3 separate regions of the Mus musculus genome follow, and regions 2 and 3 are each linked to region 1. The links are chromatin contacts, called in public promoter capture Hi-C maps. All regions are on one chromosome and are shown on one strand. Each heading gives the region's core, a stretch centred on a gene start, on an enhancer-like site or on the middle of the called end of the contact. The rest is flanking DNA. Distances are from core to core; before and after follow the strand shown. Region 1 holds the start of Popdc2 (popeye domain containing 2). Region 2 holds the start of Arhgap31 (Rho GTPase activating protein 31). Region 3 holds the start of Upk1b (uroplakin 1B).

Evidence for each region. Capture Hi-C pulls out chosen DNA fragments and counts their contacts.
Region 2: a contact with region 1 is called in a promoter capture Hi-C map of adipose tissue. The contact joins the promoter of Arhgap31 here to the promoter of Popdc2 in region 1. A contact is called at or near these places in 2 of 39 promoter capture datasets (cranial neural crest and pre-B cells), 2 of 484 Hi-C or Micro-C datasets (bone marrow-derived macrophages and conventional dendritic cells), 1 of 115 datasets of contacts at active chromatin or transcription factors (bone marrow-derived dendritic cells) and 2 of 9 other capture datasets (adipose tissue and liver).
Region 3: a contact with region 1 is called in a promoter capture Hi-C map of adipose tissue. The contact joins the promoter of Upk1b here to the promoter of Popdc2 in region 1.

Annotation. Positions count from the first base shown.
Region 1 is chr16:38,360,818-38,363,517 of GRCm38.p6, forward strand. It overlaps Popdc2 (popeye domain containing 2), which reads left to right and starts at 1,373. Exons shown (of 4, transcript NM_001081984.2): 1 at 1,373-2,330. The coding sequence starts at 1,840.
Region 2 is chr16:38,711,693-38,714,392 of GRCm38.p6, forward strand. Arhgap31 (Rho GTPase activating protein 31) reads right to left here and starts at 1,343. Exons shown (of 12, transcript NM_020260.2): 1 at 882-1,343. The coding sequence starts at 981.
Region 3 is chr16:38,798,945-38,801,644 of GRCm38.p6, forward strand. Upk1b (uroplakin 1B) reads right to left here and starts at 1,259. Exons shown (of 8, transcript NM_178924.4): 1 at 1,204-1,259.

The DNA of each region.
Region 1 (2,700 bases), core at 123-2,622:
GGAGCTATGAAGCCATCTGCAGATCAATCGATTGCAATTAAAATTTTAAAATGTCTTTCTTTAGCATGGCAAGAACTTTCTGACTTCTGTAACTATGCTTCTCCTCTCGCCATGAGAGAGTCTGCTCTCCCTTCCACCTCACCCCTCAGCTCTGCCCATGTCACCCTTCTTCCTGGGTCACACCGTTCTTTGAACTTAATTTGATAACTTGTTGCAGGCATCGAGTTGCCATTGTTGTTTGTAGTCTCTCCCTTATAAAGTGACACTCAGGTGACGGTGTACACTTGAGTGTTGAGATGGAAGCTTTAGCTTCTGATTTCTCCTTAGTGTTATTCAGGTCAGTGAGTCTCCATGGAGTTAGGATTTGGATAGTTCTAGGCAGCTGAGCACTAGCCTAAAGCCTTGGAACAACAGGGCGAAGATGCTCCCGACCCCCAAGAGCAGGGATGGAGACTCAGCAAGTCCTCCAGAAGCCAGCAAGTCAGGTCTCTTGGCTTTCATGTTTGCACAGTCCACATTTACTTCCTGGCCGTCCAGAGTTGATCCTCCACGTTCATTTAGATGTTCCTTGAAAGTCATCAGACATCTTAGGATTGCGGAGTCATGGGTCTAGTTCAGCGTTTCTGCTTACTGTGAACCCACTTAAAACAGGAGTATTTCGTTTGACCGTCTCAGGTTCAAATCCTGGCTTTGCTGCCTACTCCGTGTTGGAACACGTTACTTCTTGGAGGCTCCATTTTCCTCAACTCTAGGAGAATAGGAATGTGTATATACACTGCTCAGTGAAGGTGGAGTGCCAAAGGAGTATTTATTTCTTAGGCAGTCATTCTAACTTGAGGTTATTGGTGTGTAGATGGGATAGTGACTTACGTCCTGTGTTACTATTACTCTGGGCAGATATTTGCAGAGGAGTGTCAACTTAGAGCTGAGGGGGGCTGCTTTACACAGCTGCTTTTGTTGATCGAAAGTCAAATTACAGCACAGTGATGTTTGCTGAGTGTCTTAAACCTTTCACGGGGCTTTTCTGTTCTCCCTGCCAGTACTGTTTCTGTTAGTAGTCCCAGGTATTCCCGCTCTCAATGGCCTTCCTACCTCCCATAAATCCCCAAATCCTCCAGACAGGACATCAGCGCTGTGTCCCGTCCACTCCATGGACCTCAATTCCCTGCTTGCTTTCCCTTTGACCCTCCCTGCCTGCCTCTGTTGACCCTGGGTCTTATCTTGTCCTCTGGAGGTATGCTAAGTGCCCTGCCAGCCTGGCCTGTTTTCTTTCACTGCCAGCACCTCCTGGATTCCAATTCCAAACATGGTATCCCTCTGGGGTCACCCTTTCTTCCGGCGCCAAGAGATCATGCATTCCAAATGGAACACAAGTGTGCTTCCCCTGCTGGCTCTCCACTCCGCGTTCTGCCTGGGAACGACAGAGAGCAGAATGTGGCTGCTTCGTCCCGTGTTGCTGAAGTTCATGGTGTCGAGTTCCTACTTCCTCTCAGGACAATGTATGCTGTTTGCTAAGGACTAAATATGAAGACCAGCCTAAGAAAGCCGGAGCCAAAGAGGTTTACCAGAGCACTGCGGGAGGGACAAGAGCTTCGCTGAGAGAGAGAGAAAGAGAGGAACGAGGAAAAGAAAAATCCCAAACAACAAACTTAGGCTTTCAAGCTTCCATGAAGTGTACTATGCTCCTGCGTTCTTTCTCAGAGCCACCGGAAGCATTCCTGCCAGCAAGGTTGCATTGGTAGTGAGAAGCCACCTGGGAGGACAAACTGACTGATTTTCCCCTCAGTTTCCTTTGTGGAGACCGTTTTGGAGCCTGCAAAGGCCTCGAGGGCCCCAAAGATGAGTGCCAATGGCAGCTCGGTGGCTCAGCTCCTCTGGCAGCCGCCCGTGTGCAGGAGCTGGAAACCGGATGTAGAAGGAGCTGTCTATCACCTGGCCAACTGTTTCTTGCTTATGGGCTTTATGGCAGGCAGTGGAGTGTATGGATGCTTCTATCTTTTCGGCATCCTGGGCCCAGGCTACCTCTGCTGCGTGCTGTGGGGCTGGTTTGATGCTTGTGGACTAGACATCGTCCTTTGGAACGTCCTCCTGACAGTGGCTTGCCTGCTTCAGCTGGCACAGCTGGTCTATCGTGTCCGGGTGAATACCCTCCCGGAGGAATTCAATCTCCTCTACAGGACACTGTGCCTGCCCCTGCAGGTGCCCCTGCAGGTCTACAAGGAGATTGTCCACTGCTGCCATGAGCAGGTCTTGACGCTGGCCACAGAGCAGACCTACGCTGTGGAGGGGGAGACCCCCATCAATCGCCTGTCCCTGCTCCTCTCAGGCCGGTAAGCTGTCTGTGTTGTCCATGCCTGGAATTCCCCGCCTCCCACCCCCCACCTACACTTCCTGTTCCCTAGTGTCCCTTTCCATTTTGTGTCCCCTTTCATCAAGGGACGGATGTGGAAAGTCAAACCCAGAAAGACTTTTTTCCATAGGAGTGAGTTTGCTTCCTTTTTCTTGACACTTTCCAAGAGGAAGCTAGATCATGAGGCAATTTCTCCGCTATCCAAGGTGACTGTATTTACTTGTCACCGGAAGGGCTGATAAGGCCAGACAGACCCAAAATGGATACACACACACACACACACCAATGTGGGATGCCTAAAGTGTAGAACCTCTGTGAGCATTAGAAAAATGACCATTTCAGTAAGATCA
Region 2 (2,700 bases), core at 93-2,592, 350 kb after region 1:
CCAGTCAACTTTACAAAAGGAGTCATTTCATGCCCCATTCCCCCACCTTTGCTATATTAAAAACTTTTACCCTCCAAGACGGTGTTATCCCAGTATAGTTTGTTTTCATTTTTCCCCACCCACCAAATGTTTAAACTGTTTCCACTGGCTCCTCTTTTTCTTTTTCCAAGCTGACTTAAAAAAAAAAAAACCAGAGACGCTCTTCTATATCCTAAACTCTTTTAAAGCTGAGGCCCTCTGACCTTCTTACGACACACTGCTCGCAGGACACACCAAAGGCCCCTCTGAAAAGGCAGGAGGAGGTAAAGGGTGGTGGTGGTGAGGTGGGGGGGGGGTCGGGGGAGGTACTGTATATTTGGCATCAACTCAGAAATACAGAAAATGTTTGTGCAAGCACTCCCCCAGCCAGGATTCCCCGCCCCACCCCCAGCACACTGCCTCCTACCACATTAATAAAAAAGGATGTGAGCCGGTGAAACCTTCCAGTACAGGAGGCACATTTAAGATGATCACAATGATACATCCAGAGAGATTCACCACACGTCAGTCACCCCCTCATCTTTCCCTTTCAATACCCAAAGTTTAAGACCCGAGCCTCCCTCCCGGGGCTTCAGCCTCAGAAATGGCCAGTAAACGCCACAGCTACACCACTGCTCATCCACCGCTCCTGTGACACGTCGGATGGACAGACCCAGCTCCTGCACTGTGGGGTGGAGGCGATGTGGTTAAGAACTGTCTTTTTTTTTTTTTTTTTTTTTTCCTATTAAAGTACAGTGAGCGCACGAGCCTGGAACACATTAACTTGTGAACTGCATCCAGCACACCCCAAGAGAAATCCATCGCTCTTAAACAAAAAAAAAAAAGGGGGGGGGGTACATTACCATCCTGTCCCGAACTTTCCAGATACTCCGTCAGGTCACATCCAAACGCACTGGCGGCTCCCTTTCGTTTCAGCTTCTGCTTGGCACCCTTGTTCTTCATGAGTTAGCCCCACAGAGGCTGCCCCTCCGTCTGCGCTCTCTGCTCCGCACCGCTGATGAGGGTTTCGGGGTCGGGTCACCAGGGCAGAGCGGCGCCGCGGGTCCGCATGGGCGCGCAGATTGGGCCGTGCACCGCCCCGGGCGGGTGTCACCTCCCTACTCGGGCTCCGGCGGCGTCTCCCCGCGCTTCTCGGCTGAGCCTTGCGAGGAGCCGGGGCCGGGGCGCGGCGGTTAGGGGACCGCCCCGGGGCTGAGTGTGCTCCGCCCTAGGCCCGCGCTCTGCCTTCAGAGCGCTGGAGGACCGCGAACAGCCAGCATCACGTCCCCTTGCCCGCCCTTGCGCCGTCCCTTTTTTCCTGTCTTACAAATCCCAGGATCGTCCAGCTCAGGAAGCGCTGGAAGGAAGTCAGCTCCGGAGGGGGGCGGAGGTTGGAAATTTTTGGCAGCTGTGTGTGTGTGTGTGTGTGTGTGTGTGTGTTTGTGAGTGCAGTCGAAGGAAGTAAGTGGGTGGGTTGAGCTGCGCGGGCTGGGGGAGAGATCGCGCTCTCCCGAAGTGGCTCTGCTAGTCCAGAGTATCGCCCAGGGCCGTCCCGGAGGAAATCGGCCTCGCGAGGAGCCGCGGCCGCCCGCCCGCTTCCTGCCGCCAGTCAGGCTCTTTGCACAGCGCAGGAGGCGGCGCCGGACTCTGCAGGGAGGGCTCGGGATGGGTGCTCATGGAATTGCTCTCCTTGTCATCCCAGTCCTGACACTTTCTATTTCAGTGCCTGCCTTTCTCCTCCGTCGACACTTAAGTGTAGTGACAGTAACAAAGACTGGGATTCCAGAAACCTGACCGGCAAAGCCTTTACGTTGGCCACTCCCATCTCTCTTTGCCTGGGTCTGCGGTCCCTGAAGCCCAGACGTCTCCTCTCCCACGCTGAGGTTAGGATACCCTCGGGCGAGAGAGAGGTGCAGCTTTGTAACCACTGCCCAGGAAGAAGTTATATTTCTAGTTACAAACTCAAGTTCAGGCACACACACACACACACACACACACACACACACACACACACGCACACACACATCCCGATCTTACTAACTGCAAGAGATTTGAGTAAAGAAACCAAGATTTAAGGGGCGCTGACATTTTGCCAGTCTCCCAGGTTGTTTTAAAACTTGAGGCGTATGTTTTCACCCCGGCATGTTTTTCCTGCTTTAGTTGGAATTCCTTGACTCGTGTGTACTCAGCACACAGTGAACACTTAAAGTCTTGTGCCTTGACAACTCAAAGATTAGATTAAACTTCCTGCATCCATTCAAATCCATATATAGGCTTGAAGGGTAGGTACATTCATATAGCTGGCAAAAGTATTATGTGTTGCATTTTAGTTACTGATTCCTCTTAAAAGCCATCATGGCAGTTTATGAACTTTGAACTCTGACCTTCTCTCTATGTCCAGACATAACCTGATAGCCAGCCTACCAAATTTGGCCTACAGATGTGTTTTGTTTGGAACATATTGTTTAAAAAAAAATTTAGCCAACACTAAAGAATTAAGATGTTTCTCCGTAAGAAAGCTGGATTTCTGTCGTCTCCTGTGGGAAGGAAGCTCTGCTTATACCACAAGTGCGTTCTCGTAAAACAAGGAGTGCCATACGTTAAGACACGGCGGCTGGCTTTCAAGACAAGCCTTCTAGTTTGGAGGCACCTCTGCCTGTCTGTTATTCGTCGCGTTCTCAC
Region 3 (2,700 bases), core at 9-2,508, 440 kb after region 1:
CTTTTCCTTGCTCAGATTTCTTGCATGAAAGAATATACAAACCACACCTCAAACTCACCCACACTAGAGAAATTTGGATTAAGAAAACAGAAGGGAGGGAGTAGGGGAGAGGGAATGGAAGAGAAGGACAAACAGGGGCCTTCCCCTTCCATGTGGGCTCTGTCCTAGATAGGCATCAGTGGCTCATCAGGCTGTGGGCAGCCTGCAGAGCCATCAAGCCCAGATTGCAGAGGAGGGTCCAGCAGATGCTGGACGGATCCACACTGGTTCGGAATGTACGCAAGAGTGAGAAAAAGAAAATTTGAAGTTTTGTTTACTCCTCTTGCCTAACTTCCCTTGCAATCTAAATGTTTATACAAGTCCCTTTGGGTAGTTAAAAGAAAATACAGGAAAGTTTTTTTTTTTTAAGCCTAGTATAAGAGAAAGCAAACCAGCAAAACACAAGAGCAGTTTTACACTCATTGGGAAGATTTATCAAGAGAAGAGCTACTTCCTCATGGAACTAGAAAAATCACAGCATCTGTATTAGCTATATAAAGAAAATAACGCACAGGCACGAAGTGTATTGCCTTTTTTCCTGCTGTGTTTATCAGTTTTGCTCAGCAAGAAATGGTCTATAAGCATCGCCTTGACTTTTATAAAGACCTTAAAATTAATTTAAAAAAACCATCAATGTCCTTAAAAATGCCTAAAGCTACTGAGAAATGAAAATTTAGGCTTGTAACCATAATTATAAAAGTACAAATATCCAATAATACTGGTGTTACTCGAAACAATTTGTGTAAAAAGATAAGAATAAACATATTTATAACCTGCAGCTCCTGATGGATCAACTCATTAGTGAACAGTAAAGATCGGTCTTGTAAAAGTAGCCTTGATTAGATAAAACTAATTTGTTAACTTACTCTAGCCCACATACTGATTACACAGACCTGTTTGCAGAAAAGACCTGTGAAGAAACTGACCCACAGATCCTTTTAAAGGAAGGCTTGTCAGATCAAATGATTTCTGACAAAAACAGGAACCGTTGTCAGGCAAAGGGACAGATAATTAGCCAAAGAACATTTTCCAGAAGAGTTATAAGATCTCAAAATTACAAAAGAGACAGATTCTAATGTTAGTTACAGTGTATAGCCCCTGTTTGTCCGTACTCGCAGGAGAATAGAGAGCCAGTGGGCTGCTCTGAGAAGTCTCTGTACTCACACCGGCTGCCTGGTCTCCTCTGCCTTCTTCTCCGGTGCTGCACAGACTCACTCTGCAGCAGGCACCAGCCTGAGATGCTTTTCTACCCCACTGTATCCTCTGACGCTCCGGTCCGGGGAAGGGTGGTCTGTGAGTGGGAGGAGGCATCTCACATGGGCCGCGCCTGATGCTGCCTGAACCTGCCTGGCTGAGCAGGAAGCACTGTGGGCAGATCTCTGCTGCTTTGGAATGTACATCTCTGAGTGTGTGTGTGTGTGTGTGTGTGTGTGTGTGTGTGTGTGTGTGTGTGTGTGTGTGTGTGTGTGTTTAGCTGTTGTTCCTTAGCTTGATCGGATCACTAAGACTTTGCTTATTAAAGAAACCAGCTCATGCTCCCTCCTCTACTTGCGCAGGGTCAGGGCCAGGGCGAGTTTCTGTAACCACACCACAGGCTATATTCGAGGGGTCACTAATATTCATTAGGTGAGTATCTCAGCAACTACTAAAGGAGAAGAAAGTTGGAAACACAGATGGAGAAATGCAAATGAAGAGACAGGATCAAGTAATGCTTTTATGTCTAACTAGGTCCTTCCTGTCTCTGTCCCTTCCTTCAGGACCACTGAGCCACGTAAACACAGCGTGAAGAATATTGCTTTTAATGGGAAAATAGCAACACATGGTTAGTTTAGTCTGGTGTTGAGGGGTAGTAAAGGCAGCAATATTAGAAAGGTCTGAGCACTTTAATCAATAGATTGGGAACTCCTCATAGATTAGTGCTATCTCCCCAAAGGCTCTTCTTACTCAGGAGACAGAGTTAGCATGCAGTGCGCTCATTAGCAAGTACCCTGAGATCCGTGACCATAGAAACACGAGCAGGATGTAGGTGGGACAGCCTCGGCTACGCACTGACAGCTTTGAAGAGAATGGCCTGTCTGAGCTCTGCACTGGCTGCCTCTGTGACCTATGTCTTTAGGTGAGGGTACCGTGAGGAACAGATGTCCATAGCTGTCCAGTTCCTGAGCAAGACTGACGATGGGACTCAGTCAATGTTTGAAAGGGGACAGTGTGAGATGCCTATGTCCCTCTCCATGCCTTCTTCCCCCTCAGTGTTCCAGAGTCCGCTTGGATGACCAGGGCAATTCATCCAATAAAATTCTACACAATGGTTAGAAACGAAGCCACATAAAAACAGTTCCAGGAAAATAAGTTTGGCCATTTACTCAACAAATGTTTGTGAAAGTTCACGTTGCCTCAGGACCAATTCTAGAAGCTAAAGACGAAAAGCAGCAAATTACAACGTAACAAAACAGCTCTGCTTACCAAGTATTCTGTCTGAGTCGATACAACTTTATTTTTTTTTTCTAAAAATAGATATGAATTTCAGCTTTAGGAAGAACTTTCAGCAAATGTTAAGAGGAAGCCATTTGGGTGGTAAGGTTTGGGCGACTGCTATAATGTTTGCAGTCCACACGCATTCTTGCAGCACCTAGCTTACGACTTTCCAAACATAGGTCATCA